Linked DNA regions of Mus musculus: regions 1, 2 and 3 are each linked to region 4. The links are chromatin contacts, called in public promoter capture Hi-C maps. All regions are on one chromosome and are shown on one strand. Each heading gives the region's core, a stretch centred on a gene start, on an enhancer-like site or on the middle of the called end of the contact. The rest is flanking DNA. Distances are from core to core; before and after follow the strand shown.

Region 1 (3,412 bases), core at 643-3,142, 440 kb before region 4:
CAAGCTGTTGCAGATGGCTCACCTCAACGCTTCGTTGGGGTGTATACAGTATTTTCTTTATCCACTTGTCAGTTGGTGGACACAAGGTTTTCTATTTTGGGGCTACTAACTAGCACACACCTCTTTTGTGCTGCTTCAAGTTAAAAAGAGAATTGCCTCTAATCTTAACACTAAGGATGTAAAGGCAGACAGACCTCTGTGTGTTCGTGACCAGCCTCATCTACATAGTGAGTTCTAGGTCAGGCAGGTATAGGAAGTAAAACTGCCTCAAAAATATGTTTTGAGTAGAATTGCTATTTTTGGTTTTATCTTTGTGATGCTATGTCCATAATAACAAGTATAAATTGTTGAGCAGTTACTGTGGTGGAACACTTAGCTTATACAGTCTAATTTATTTTCTATTATCTAACTCTATAAATTTATGAAGTATGTGCTCCCACCAGTTTAAAGAGTAATAACAGGCTTAGAGAGGTGTAGTGAGTTAACTAACGACTAAGGCCTTGAGTACTGAAAAGAATTTAAGCACAGGTCGCGCTGATTCCTCGTTTGTTTTTACTTCTGTTATACAGCCTCTAAGGCGCGCCTGACCAAGGACACTTGTGAACATACATTTTCTTTTCTTTCTTTTTTGAGGCAGGAGAAAACCAAATCTGCAAGAGCAATATAGGATTTTAACTGCTGAGCTATCTCTCAGGACCCTAAAACAAACAAACAAACAAACAAACAAAAAACCCCAGCCCTTTGAAGTATACAGTTCAGGACTGGAGAGGGGGTTCAGCAGTCAAGAGTATCCGTTGCTGTTTCAAAAAGCCCCAGTTCGATTCCCAGCACCCATATCAGGCAGCGCCTGCATTCGCAGGCACATGTCTGAACACACATAGGATTTAAAAATAAAATAATTACATATTGAAGATAAACCGTACAGTTCAGTGGCTTTCAGGATATCTGCCTCTGGGTAATTCCATGGCACTTACATTCCAAACATAATGCACTAGCCGCTATGTCCTAGTCTTCTGGAACTCCGATAAATCACTTATAAGCTTTCTAATTTCACAGATATCCCTGGTTTAGTCATTGCAAACAAATAGTGGCCTTTGCATCTGTTTCTTTACACCTGTTTTCAAGGCTAATCTATGTTGTATGTGTCAGTATTTTATTAGTGCTTTGCTTCTCAAGACAGGGTTTCTCTGTGTAGCTCTCTCTGGCTATCCCAGACTTGTTTTGTAGACCAGGCTGGCTTCAAATTTACAGAGATCGTCCTGCCCCTGGCTCCCGAGTACTGGGATTAAAGGCGTGTGCCCGGCTGGACAATTTTTGGTCTTCCTCCTCAGTTTCCTAATTTACCTGGAATTGATTACAGGTGAGGGGACACCATGCCGGCTTTATTACGGGAGTTCTAGACGTTATGTATTCAGGATACTAGTTCCTCATGGTCACAGATTATTTTATATATTCCATTGAGTGTTTTTACGAACTTTAAGAAGCAGCACCAAGGGCTGGTGAGATGGCTCAGTGGGTAAGAGCACCCGACTGCTCTTCCGAAGGTCCGGAGTTCAAATCCCAGCAACCACATGGTGGCTCACAACCATCCGTAACGAGATCTGACTCCCTCTTCTGGAGTGTCTGAAGACAGCTACAGTGTACTTACATATAATAATAAATAAATCTTTAAAAAAAAAAAAAAAAAAAAAAAAAAAAGAAGCAGCACCAAATAAACGCAGGCGAAGAGAAAGAAAGGACAGAGGAATGACGCTCCACAATTCTAGCCAAACCTGCAAATCCTGGGCTAACAGGGGTCTGAGTTTCCTGGCTTCGGAGCTTACTGGCCCCGCCCCCCGCCCTTTGACCCGCGCCGTTTCCGGTTGGAGACGTGGCTTGGGGCCGCCATCTTGGCAAGAGGCGAAGCGGCGGAGGCTCCTGTCAGGGGCGGCAGGTCCGGAGCGGCCAGAGCTCCGCGTCTCTGGGCAGCAGCCCGAGTCCCCGCAGAGCCAGAGCGCGGCGCAGCGCGCCCCACCTGCGGCCTCACCATGGTAAGCGCCGAGCCGGGTTCCCTCGCCACGTCCTCGCCGGCTGGGCCGGGACCGCAGGAGCCGCGCCCGGAGCCCTGCTGTCGGCCCAGGCTTGGCACGGCCTCCCGGAGTCCTAGAGCGAAAGCTGCCGCGCCCACCTAGCCTCCGCCGGCAGCGCCGCCACGTCCGCCCGCCCGCCACTCGGGCTGGTGGTTGTCGCGCGGGTCTTCCGTCCTCAGGTCCCGCCGGTTCCCTGCGAGCTCCGGAACCGCAGGGCTGGAGGCTGGGCCTGTCCGCCGCTTTTCGTCCTCTTGTCACCACGCCTCAAAGCTTTTCTTCTCCCTCCTCCACCTCTTAATTGAAAGGGGGAAGTAGAGGCAGTGCGGAAATGGTAACTTCGGGCGCCCGTTTGAGGGACCCCGGTGTCCCCGTAGCTACCCTGTGCTAGGGTAGCGCGTACGTGTCTTTGGCAGCGAGGCTGGTGCAGAGTGTATATAGAACGTAGAGAAACGGAGTGACAGCACAGGGTTTCTGTCTTTAAGGGACCGACCGTTTTGGTGGAGTGACAGGAGTGTGGCTTACTGTAATCACAGCTGTTATGTGGAATAGGAGAGGTGGGCTGTGCTTGGGGACTCTGATGCCAGCGGAGCTTATTTCTCTATGAACTCATCTGTTACCAAGATAGGAGAGGTTATTTGTAGGTGAGGGTAGGAGAAAGCAGAATTAACTCCACCAGATCCTCCTTAATCGACTGAAATCTGAATATTCGGGAATAAGAGGAGATCCTTAGATCTAGTAACTTTTGAAGAATTTTTAAAGGTGCTTTGAAAGCATACCTAAGTAACATGACTGACTCTCTTGGTACTTGTCCTATTAAGTTCTACTAACAACTCTTTTGATAAGAATTTGGTTAGAGGAGAAATTCATGTTTGGTCTTTAAACCACAGAAAGTTTCTTTTCCAGCCTCAGGTGTATAAAATTTACATCAAGTAGGCTTGCCTCCCAAAATTTGGTATTAGACATAAAATTTCCAAAACCTCATATACCGACCCTGAGCCCCAATTCCATGAGTTGATGTTGTTGTTGTTATTGTGTATGTTTTTTCTTTTATATTTTAAGATGTTTTTATTTTATGTATATGAAGTTGTGTGTCTGTGCAATACCTGAAGATGGTATTGGATTCCCTAGAACTATAGTTATGGACACTTATCAGCCTCCCTGTGGTACAGGGATTCTAACCTACGTCCTATGCAAGAACAAGAAGTACTCTTAACTGCTGAGCCATACCTCTAGCCTCCATTTTTTTTAGTTTTAGAGAAAAGGTTTCTCACTATGCTGACCTGGCTGTTCTGAAACTCATTCTATTGACCAGGCTTCCCATCACTAGAATTAAAGGTGTGCAC
Region 2 (3,163 bases), core at 95-2,594, 280 kb after region 4:
GTTCCTAGGGCTGCAGTTTTCTGGTCCTGTGTTCATTGCTGCCCTGCACAGGTTCTCTGCCTTCCCCACAGTGCCCTAGCTCAACACACCGGCAGGCTGTCTAGCCTGTCCTTGCCCAAGAGAGGCACAGTCTGCGAGTTCGCGAGCTCCACCTAGGCTAGGAACATCCTTTGCACAGGGCGGGCCACTCTGCCATTCTCTCTGCAGTTCAAGATCCATGGGGAAATAGACTAGGATTTCCGGATGGGCTATGGCAGTGAATGTCAGCCTGGGGTGGGGGGAGCTGCGACCAGGAGCCAGATCCCAAGGTTCTGTGGCAGAGAAAGGGGACTATTAATTAATTAATTAATTAATTTTAGAGACAAGGTCTCCTTAAGAAGCCTTGGTGAGCCTGGAACTCGTGATGTAGCCCAAGTTGATCTCAAACTCCTCCCGTCTGCTTCCGCCTCCTGATGGTTGTTGGGTGGCAAATGACTTGGATTTGATAACAGTGGGTTATGGAGGAGGGAGTGTGGGCTTGAGATTCAGGGGAGGGAAGGGGGAACACTAGAGAAAAGAATTGGGGCTGGGGCTGGAGAAGCCTGGCAGAACTAGATACAGGGGTAGCGTGATTTGGCAGAGGCGCAGCAGTGTTTTCGGCGCCCCGAATCTCATACCCAGCCCACCTAAGCCCACACCCAGACAAACTTTGCGCCCTTTCCCTGAGGCCCGGCTTGGCTAACCCCACCCTGATGCTATTTCCTCATTTTAATCTTCCTCTACCAGTTGAGATTCTCCCGCTCCCTCCCCCCTCCGCTCCCTCGCATCCTTTCTAGCTTTCCCCTCCCCCGCGCCTGCCACCCAGTCCCCTCCCGCAACATTGCGGTTTTCTTACCTGCGGTGCCCCGCACCCAGCCAGCCACGAGGTCACCCGCTGGGGACTCCCTCCAGTTTGCCACCCACCTCCTCCCTCTATTCGCACCACTAAAGCGATTTGAGCTTGGGGACCAAAGGCTGTCCTTGATGTCCTTCCTCATGGTTCTCCTCCGGCACCCACTCTTCGAAAGCGTCCGTTAGCAGGGAGAAAGCCCGTGACCCCGCACTGCCTTCCTCTCCCACCTCGACCTGGGAGCACCTTCTTTCCCCAGTTCCCGCGCCCCCATATAGGAGCGCCCTGGTATCCTTTCCCAAAACTGTAGCTGGGGAAGGCTTGCATCCTCGCCCTGCGGCGGTCCTTGCATGTGCGGGTCCCTCCCGTCGGCCTGCTCTCACCTGGACTCCCCTAGCTGCAGCCTCCTCCTGGTGCGCCAACGCCTCCAGTTGCTGCACCCAGCGCTGAAGCCCGCAGTTTTCACCAGGGGTGGGGAGAGAGGGGGGAGCAGGGAGGGACTCTAGATTCAGCCAATCGGAGGCTGAGGGAAAAGGATGGAGGGGGTGGGGTGGTCGGCGAGGGCTGACTGGAGGTGTTCCATTTGGGTGTCCGAAGTGGCTTGCTGCTACTAAAGAGGCACTCTCAGTCCTGTGATTGGGCTGACTCGCCCAGGGAAAAGACGGTTAGGGACCCTGGGGGTCGGGGTGGAGCAGTCTTCTACCCATACCCCGGGACGCTCTCCTTTTAAGGTTGTAACCCTTTCTTTGCTTGAACCTTCAGAAGCCTGGATAACCAGAGGGAGGCCCTCCAGCTTCCCCCATTCCTTTGCCTCTTGGCTGGAGATCTGCTCTTGAGCCTCCAGTGACAGGTTTTGGCTTTGGAGCCTGTTATATCAGCAAAGGGAATGGATTGGTTGTTTTCCATGTTTTCCATGCTACTGCAGCCCTTCGGAAGCAAGGCAAGGGGTGCATCTGCCTGGCTTGTTTCTGCTTCCCAGGCATCATGCCCACCTTCAGTTACTCAAAACACTTGGCCCTGTTAGGGAAACAGTGCATTCTGCTTGTAACTCCGGATCTTGAAGTCGCACCTATTTTCCTTCCTTCCTTCCTTCCTTCCTTCCTTCCTTCCTTCCTTCCTTCCTTCCTTCCTTCCTTCCTCCTGCCTGCCTGCCTGCCACTCTTTCTTTCTTTCTTCCTTTCTTTCTTTCTTTCTTTCTTTCTTTCTTTCTTTCTTTCTTTCTTTCTTTCTTTCTTTCTTTCTCTCTTTCTTTCAGATTTTCCACCAGGATTTTTCTGTGTAACTCTGGCTGTCCCAAAACTCTCTCCATAGTGCAGGCTGGTCTTGAACTCACAGAGATCCACCTGGCCCTGCCTCCTGAGTACTGGAGTTAAAAGCATGCACCACCACCTCCAGGTGAACTTGCACATTTTGGCCCAACCAGCTAGAATGTTCTCCCTTCTGTGAGTACAAGATGATCCCGTTCCGTCTCCAGACAAGGAAAGGAGGCATGCCTTCTAGCCAGCATTGCTGGGGTCATTACATCCATGGCCACTTACTAACTCCACTCCCATCCCAGCAGACTCAGCCCATCCACTCCTTGTTTCTTCATGGCTGGTTAGTAGTCAGGCTGACCAGTTGTAGGACTTGGGAACTCAAGAGCCCAGTGCTGAGCCACTCTACTCTTCAGCTAGTGGCTGAGAAAAGAGAGAACTCTCAGAATGGGGAAAGGCTGAGACCCGGTTTTGGGTCCTCAGGAATGATACCCCATCTACAGCATCAACTTGATGTCACCAAGAGGCTCTTTCTAAAACCTGTGCTAATGATTTTGTTTACAAATTATTTTTAAATGAAATTTAAAATTGTTTATACTATTTGTGTGTGTGTGTGTGAGCATGTGTTTGCAGAACAGATTTCCAGAGTTGGTTGGTCCTCTCCTACCACGTAGTTCGTGGGGACTGAACTCAGGCTGTCAGGCTTGCTGGTAGGCACCTTTACCCACTGAGCCATCTTGCTGGCTCCTGTACTTATGTTTTTTAAAGGCTAGTTTGGTTCCCGGTCTCTGAATTCTGGGTGGAGAGTCTTGTGGCCTGGCTCTGCCTCTCAGCCATCTGCCTGCCCAGTCTCCTGTTTCTTCATAGAAGTTGGCCCTGGCACGGTCACTGAAGCTTTCAATACAGTAAATGGCACTGTTGGAAGCCATCCCTGGGCCTGCAGATGCAATTTCAGTCCCCTCCCTTGGAGAGCTATGTGCTTCCCCAGTGCTGGAGACAATGGGACATTCTAACAGGAGTGGGGGCTATCTTTCTGGTAAGC
Region 3 (3,232 bases), core at 324-2,823, 260 kb after region 4:
TTGGCCGTGTTCACTGTCAAGTCACTAATGTTAGTTGTAGCAGGCAACCCTAGAAGAAAAAGGCCTTGGGCCACCTTTCAGGAAACTGCTGATGGCAAATAATATTCCTGCAGTTTTCTGAAACAATCCACGTCCCCCAAATGGAAAGGTCAGACAGACTTTGCCACTTTCCCAAGGCGACAGGCCAAGCCTACTTGGGCTCCTTTCCCCTTTGCTCAGAAAAAAAAAAAAAAAATCAAGTGTGGCTTCCTTGGGCTGCCAGGGAATGTTTGGCTCCAGAGGAGCAGTTCCAGTCTACCTGTTGGAGGGCTCAGGGTTCCAGGGTGTCAAAGGCAGGCTGGACAGGGTCATGAGAGGACCATCGTTCTGGCCTCGGTGCACCTGTCTGCTCCCAAGAGGAATCTTCTGCTTCTTGATGGCTCTCCCTGGAGACTGGAAGGCCCGAGGGCTGGTGCCTCCACCCTGTCTCAGCACAAGGTACTGACTCAGACTGGGTCCTGGTGATGCACTTTGGAGGACGCCCTCATTCCAATCCTCATTCCAGAGCGGCATGCGCCTACAGCATCAAAGAGTAGGGGACATCCCCCACCCCAGGCCATCCATCAGTTCTCCATGCCTCTTGTTTTGTGGTTTGATGTGTGTGTGTGTGTGTGTGTGTGTGTGTGTGTGTGTGTGTGTGTGCAAGCTTATATGCCCGTGTTTGGGGGAGATAAGCAACCCCTACTAGAATCTTCAACTCAACTTCATTCTCAAAAGCTCTGGGGTTAAGAGCTAGGAGTTCTCTTTTCTCTGGAGAGCTAGAAACGGTTGACCAGGACTCCCCTAGGCAAGTTGCATGTCAGAGAACATTGCATGGCTGCTTTTGCTTTGGGATTGGTGAGAATTTCAAAGTTGCCTCTTTCTGATTTGGGATTGGTGGAAAATTTTTCCCTTCCGCTTAACTGCTAGCTTCCCCTAAGCCCCTTCCCCCGCTTTGGAAAACTGACCAAGAGATAGCCCCGGGATGTTTAACAACAGGGAGGTTGTTAGCTGCACACACACGTGGGGAGAGGGGGGTGTCAGGGTCCAGGGGTCATTCTCGGGCTACACAACACACAGGGCGGGGAGACCTGTACCCGCGGTTACAGTGTTTCCTCAGAACACATTGATCAGCACACAGATGGCTCTTCCTGGCACCCCGAGCTGGCAGCTGGCAGCCCCTCTCATACACTGGCACCCACAGCTGGAGTCTCCCCCTCCACACATCTGGCCCTCGCCCTACATTTCTCACGTCCAGACTGCCCAGGCTGCCTTTGACACCCTACTTTCCGAGTCTCAAAGCTGGTACTGACCCTGGCTTTTTCCTTCCCCGACCTGCGACAGGTGGCACGTACCTGCCTCTTCTCGGAGGATGGACGAGTCGAACCGGGCACAAGCATGGAGCTGCGGATGAGTCCTGGCTGGTACTGGCGCGGCGCAGCGAGCAGTGGCTGACGCAGAGGGCTCCCTGGCCTCGCTCGGTGCCTGCCCGCCTCTCCCCCACCTCCGCCGGGGGCCCAGAAAGGACCTCCCCGGGAAATCGGCGCCACCCAGCGGGCAGCAGCCTCATTGCGCCCGGGCCGGCCAAACCACACCCCGCGTTTGCGTCACTGATATACGTCATGGCTATTGGCTTGTTCCTATTGTTGCGTCAGTAGAGCCCCGCCCGGCGCGCATCTCCCAGGTAACCGGGTATATACAGAGAACCACGTGGAGAAAAAGCACGCCTGTTTGGAGCCGGTGGCGCAAGGAAAGAAGTGGACTGGAATCTGATAGGTCCTGGCGCTGGGAAGACTGAGACAGAGGGTCACTTCACGGGAAAAGGCAACATTCCAGCTTTCAGATCTTAGAGAAGGCTTTCCTACCGGGCTGGGAATGTTCTATTCCATAGACTCTTTTTCTGCCTACTTTTTTATTTTATTTATTTATATTTAAAAATGCATTTATTTAAACAACCATGTATATCTCATAGCAATATTTATAGAGCCCCATAGGTCAATCAATCAGGTAAAAAAAGATTATGTCCATTCAACACACTATCAACGTACATGACTATTCAAGTGACGCATTCTATGGGCTACTTATTAAGTACATTACTAGACATGGTGATAAGTACTTTGCATATATTAGCTTTCTCATTTAATCTTTTTAATGGTCCTGTAAAAGAACCACTATAGTCATCTATTGCACAATGTAGCTGAAGCCTAGGGAGACCATGTTCAAGTGGTAAATAAATGTCAAGTGTCTTGTACATGTCTACTAATGCAGTTCGCTTAGGTGACTACTGGGAGGACTTAGCCCAAGAAAGGATAGCATTTCATCTAAGCTATCAGGTTTAGAATAAGAAAAAAAGATGCAACTTGTATTTTAATTTTAAGCAAATGACTTTATTTTTAATCAATTAGTTATTGTGTGCAATGGTGCTTTGCTTGCATGTATGATTGATCCCCTGGAGGTGGAGTTACAGACAGTTGTAAGCTGCCATTTAGATTTTGGGAATTGAACCCTGGTCCTTTAGGAAGAGCTGACAGTGCTCTTAACTGCTGAGCCATCTATCCAGCCTGCAAACTTGACTTCTAAGAGTTATTTATTGTTAAATTAGATAACACCCCCTAAGAAAAATCAGAGTTATTCTTTTTTAAAAAATAATTTATTTTTATTTTATGTGCATTAGTGTTTGGCCTGTGTGTATGTCTGTGTGAAGGTATCAGACATTGGAGTTACAGACAGTTGTGAGCTGCCATGCGGTTGCTGGGAATTGAACCCAGGTCTTCTGGGAGAGCAGTCAGTGCTCTTAACCATTGAGCCATCCATCTCTTTAGCCCCTCTTTTTTTTTTTTTTTCCTCAAGGCAAGGTTTTTCTATGTAGTCCTGGAACTCACTCCATAGTCCAGGCTATCCTTGAATTCACAGAGATCCACCTGCCTCTGCACCAACTCACATGGTCTGAGCTCCAAATGTGCATGTGCACACAAACACATAAACAAAAATCATAAAAACAAAATACAACAAAAGTGAAATGCTAACCCTGTTAAGTTTCCTCTTAAAAAAAAAAGGGCCAGGGCAAATCTTGATATATTTTCCCCCTCTTGATTATTTTTTTAAATTTTTATTTAAAAATTAAAAAAAAAGATTTATGTATATGAGTACTCTATCTGCATATACACCTACGTGCCAGAAGAGGGCATCAGATCCCATTACAGATGTGGTTGCT
Region 4 (3,088 bases), core at 426-2,925:
AGCAGTCAGTGCTCTTACCCGCTAAGCCATCTCATCAGCCCTATGACCCTGTTTTGTTTTTTTGTTTTTGTTTTTGTTTTAAATACAAAACAGAGACAGGAAAAGCTTTGATAATAAGTCTTAGTGCAAGCATGACTTCCTTGAAACAGGAAGGAAATAAGAGATAGGGAAGAAGGAGGGAAAAGAGAGAAAGTAGATACAAGGACAGAAAAGAAATGGTTGATGGGGATATGGACCACCAGGAGGGGTCCTCTATTGGGACCTCAGAGGCAAGGGTACCAGAAAGTAGGTGCCACAGGGGCAGTAGTGGCAAGGTTACTCACCCAAGTCCAAATGCAGGCCCAGAATCCAGCGGAAGGGCTTGGGCACCACGATGGTTGTATTGCCAAAGTTTGTGAAGTAGACCATGAGGAGAGGTAGTGAGGCAGCTGTGGGCAGCAGCAGCTTGTGGCGCCAGCGGAGATTGAGGACATCATCAGCAAACCCCAGGAAGATCATGCAGCAGATGGCAAGGAGGGCACCTATTAGGGCCACAAACTGGGGGAGAAGTGGGCACGTAATGACTCACACCTACTTCTACTCTGTCAAGAATTCCTGTCTTTTCCATTTTTTTTTTCGGAGTTGGTGATTGAACGCCGGGTCCTTGCACATACTCACATACTGAGAAAGCGCTCTACCACCGAGCTATATCACCAGTCCAAGAATTCCTGTCTCTATGGTTGTGGCCACAAGCATCCTTTTCCCAAATCCAAATAACCCCAACTCAAGTGCCCGGCCCCAGCCAGCCCGCTAATAACTTCCCCACTGGTGCACTTACTTCATGGTGGGGGAATGCCTTACACTGCTCCTCCACGAAGCAGTTCAGGAAGGGGAAAGGGATGAAGCAGAAGAGGATGATAAGGAAAACAGCACCGCTGATCACTCCCTGGGACTCTGGGCTGCGGCCCAGCGGGAAAGGGTGGAGGAGGAAGAAGAAAGGGGCGTGGTCACTCACAATAGTAGGGGTCCCAGTAAACCAAAGTGGCCTTCTCAGGATTTTGTTTGTTGGGGAGTAGGGAGAGCGTGCACAGGGCAAAGGATACCTACCCCTCTACAACTCCTGACACCCAACAGTTCCATTCCGTCCTTCCCAAGGATAGACAACTTTAATGACCTCCCAGAGTTCTGGGTGCCTAGGTTAGCTTTCCGGCTAGTGCAAAGCCAAGCATCTCAGTCCTTGCCCCTGTTCTGCACAATCCTGCCCCCCCCCCCCCCAACCCAGGACACTCGCGTGCGGTTACTCACATCTGCTGCTGGCTGAGCTTGTTGAGGTCCTGGCCACAGAGGCGCGCGGCGATAAAGTGGCTACGGAAGGCAGGGATGAGGGTGACTGTAGCCACGAATCCCAACAGCGAGCCGATCAAATTCACCAGCAGCGGCAGCGGCAGGGGCAACTCCGGGAAGGCCCACATGGTGACCCTCCGGTGGCCGCCGCCCCGCCGCCTACTCAGCTAACTGGTAAGCCAGGAACAATCCCGTGGCCTCGGCAGCCGGCAGTGCGGCTCCCAACCCGCAGAGGATTCCGGCGCCAGCGGGAACAAAACCCAGCTAGGACGCTAGGACCTGACCCTCCCTCCTGACCAGCAAGAAGCTCTTAGGAAGCAACCTCGGCTCTGCCCCGCTGCACCTACCCATTGTTTCCACCCGGATCTTAATTGCGAAAGAACTATCGCTGCTGAAGACCGAAGCACCATTTTTAAAACGGGCACTGTAGCCGGACCGGTAGTGTTATTTTAAACAAAGCTTTAGTTCTAAAGGAGTGGTACCATTAGCGTTTTTGAAAACTCAACTGAAGAAAATACAAGAACGTGGATACTCTCGAAACAATCATATTGTGCAGCTCAGAGTGGAAATAGGCTTTGCCCAGTTCCAACATGAACGCTTCCTCGTACCACGTGGCTGACACCGCTAGTTCTGTGGTTCCACGTCGTCTCCCTCGCAGGTCGGGTTTAAAGGGCTAGCAGCCTGAGCTTAGTCTGGGATGCCCTGGGGCTGGAAATATGGCTACTGAGAGCTGGCCGTGGTCAGGAAGAATGAGAGTGTGGAAGCACACCCGCTCTTTGCAGGAAAACTGTTGCCGACGTAAACACTGGTTCCAGAAACTCAGGAACAATCTGGAGGGTTTTTAAAACCTGGGAAGCTCAGACACTCGAAAAGCCCCTCCCGCCCTTTTTCTTGTTCATGATCCAGGTACTTTTCCCACAACCCACCCACCTTCTGCCTCCACTATAGCAGTTTGTTGCTGGGCAACCTACCGCTGCATTTCGCCAGGAGGAAACTGTTTGAGCTTTCAGGTCTTCGATTAAAGCAGGGATTAAAACTTGATGTTGGATCACAGCACTGTGCCAACGCTTTCCAAATAGACAGAAACCGACGCATTGCAAATAACTAACGAGGCAGGAGAGCTTGTCCATACCTCCAGTGAGCTTGTGGGTTTCCTCCCAGTCAAGTTTCTTCCTCCCAGTCACTTACTTGCCTTTTGACACCTGTACACGCTAGTAGTACAGCAGTTCACTGGAATATTGATCCCTTAGGTGGCAAATGTTTTCCTCAGAGAGGAATCCACCACAGAGAGTTAGGGAGTTGACAATAACATGGCGTTTTGTCCATCCCCTTTTGAATTACAGCATACTCCTAGAATCAGGGTGAAGTTGACACTACTTAGGTCAAAGAATTTCTTAAGGGCTGGAGAGTAGGCTCAGTGGTTAAGTCTGCTCTTCCGAAGGTCCTGAGTTCAAATCCCAGCAACCACATGGTGGCTCACAACCATCCGTAATGAGATCTGACGCCCTCCTCTGGTGTGTCTGAAGACAGCTACAGTGTACTTACATATAATAAATCTAAAAAAAAAAAAAAAAAAGCCGGGTGGTGGTGGCCCACGCCTTTAATCCCAGCACTTGGGAGGCAGAGGCAGGTGGATTTCTGAGTTCAAGGCCAGCCTGGTCTACAGAGTGAGTTCCAGGACAGCCAGGGCTACACAGAGAAACCCTGTCTCGAAAAACCAAAAAAAAAAAAAAAAAAAAAAAAAAAAAGAAGAAGAAGAAGAAGA

Evidence for each region. Promoter capture Hi-C pulls out the DNA fragments that hold promoters and counts their contacts. Capture Hi-C pulls out chosen DNA fragments and counts their contacts.
Region 1: a contact with region 4 is called in a promoter capture Hi-C map of adipose tissue. The contact joins the promoter of Arcn1 here to the promoter of Dpagt1 in region 4. A contact is called at or near these places in 9 of 39 promoter capture datasets (the C10 cell line, the HPC-7 cell line, cranial neural crest and 5 more), 2 of 484 Hi-C or Micro-C datasets (embryonic stem cells and pre-B cells), 2 of 115 datasets of contacts at active chromatin or transcription factors (embryonic stem cells and memory CD8 T cells) and 4 of 9 other capture datasets (adipose tissue, liver, macrophages and 1 more).
Region 2: a promoter capture Hi-C map of pancreatic islet shows a contact between it and region 4. The contact joins the promoter of Thy1 here to the promoter of Dpagt1 in region 4. A contact is called at or near these places in 3 of 39 promoter capture datasets (embryonic stem cells, hippocampal neurons and neural stem cells), 4 of 115 datasets of contacts at active chromatin or transcription factors (the SCID.adh cell line, embryonic midbrain, embryonic stem cells and 1 more) and 3 of 9 other capture datasets (adipose tissue, liver and pancreatic islet).
Region 3: a promoter capture Hi-C map of the HPC-7 cell line shows a contact between it and region 4. The contact joins the promoter of Usp2 here to the promoter of Dpagt1 in region 4. A contact is called at or near these places in 17 of 39 promoter capture datasets (the 3T3-L1 cell line, 3T3-L1-derived adipocytes, the C10 cell line and 11 more), 1 of 15 datasets of contacts at CTCF or cohesin (embryonic stem cells), 6 of 484 Hi-C or Micro-C datasets (cardiomyocytes, cerebral cortex, embryonic stem cells and 2 more), 18 of 115 datasets of contacts at active chromatin or transcription factors (the 230-238 cell line, the NIH/3T3 cell line, bone marrow-derived macrophages and 12 more) and 5 of 9 other capture datasets (adipose tissue, embryonic stem cells, liver and 2 more).

Annotation. Positions count from the first base shown.
Region 1 is chr9:44,766,288-44,769,699 of GRCm38.p6, reverse strand. Arcn1 (archain 1) reads left to right here and starts at 1,892. Exons shown (of 10, transcript NM_145985.4): 1 at 1,892-2,030. The coding sequence starts at 2,028.
Region 2 is chr9:44,041,565-44,044,727 of GRCm38.p6, reverse strand. Thy1 (thymus cell antigen 1, theta) reads right to left here and starts at 1,344. Exons shown (of 4, transcript NM_009382.3): 1 at 1,252-1,344. Gm39323 (a long non-coding RNA gene) reads left to right here and starts at 2,544. Exons shown (of 3, transcript XR_870686.2): 1 at 2,544-3,163.
Region 3 is chr9:44,065,362-44,068,593 of GRCm38.p6, reverse strand. It overlaps Usp2 (ubiquitin specific peptidase 2), which reads right to left and starts at 1,573. Exons shown (of 13, transcript NM_198092.2): 1 at 1,374-1,573. Gm39325 (a long non-coding RNA gene) reads left to right here. Exons shown (of 3, transcript XR_870690.2): 3 at 1,363-2,269.
Region 4 is chr9:44,325,402-44,328,489 of GRCm38.p6, reverse strand. It overlaps Dpagt1 (dolichyl-phosphate (UDP-N-acetylglucosamine) acetylglucosaminephosphotransferase 1 (GlcNAc-1-P transferase)), which reads right to left and starts at 1,675. Exons shown (of 9, transcript NM_007875.3): 1 at 1,285-1,675; 2 at 818-938; 3 at 324-537. The coding sequence starts at 1,451.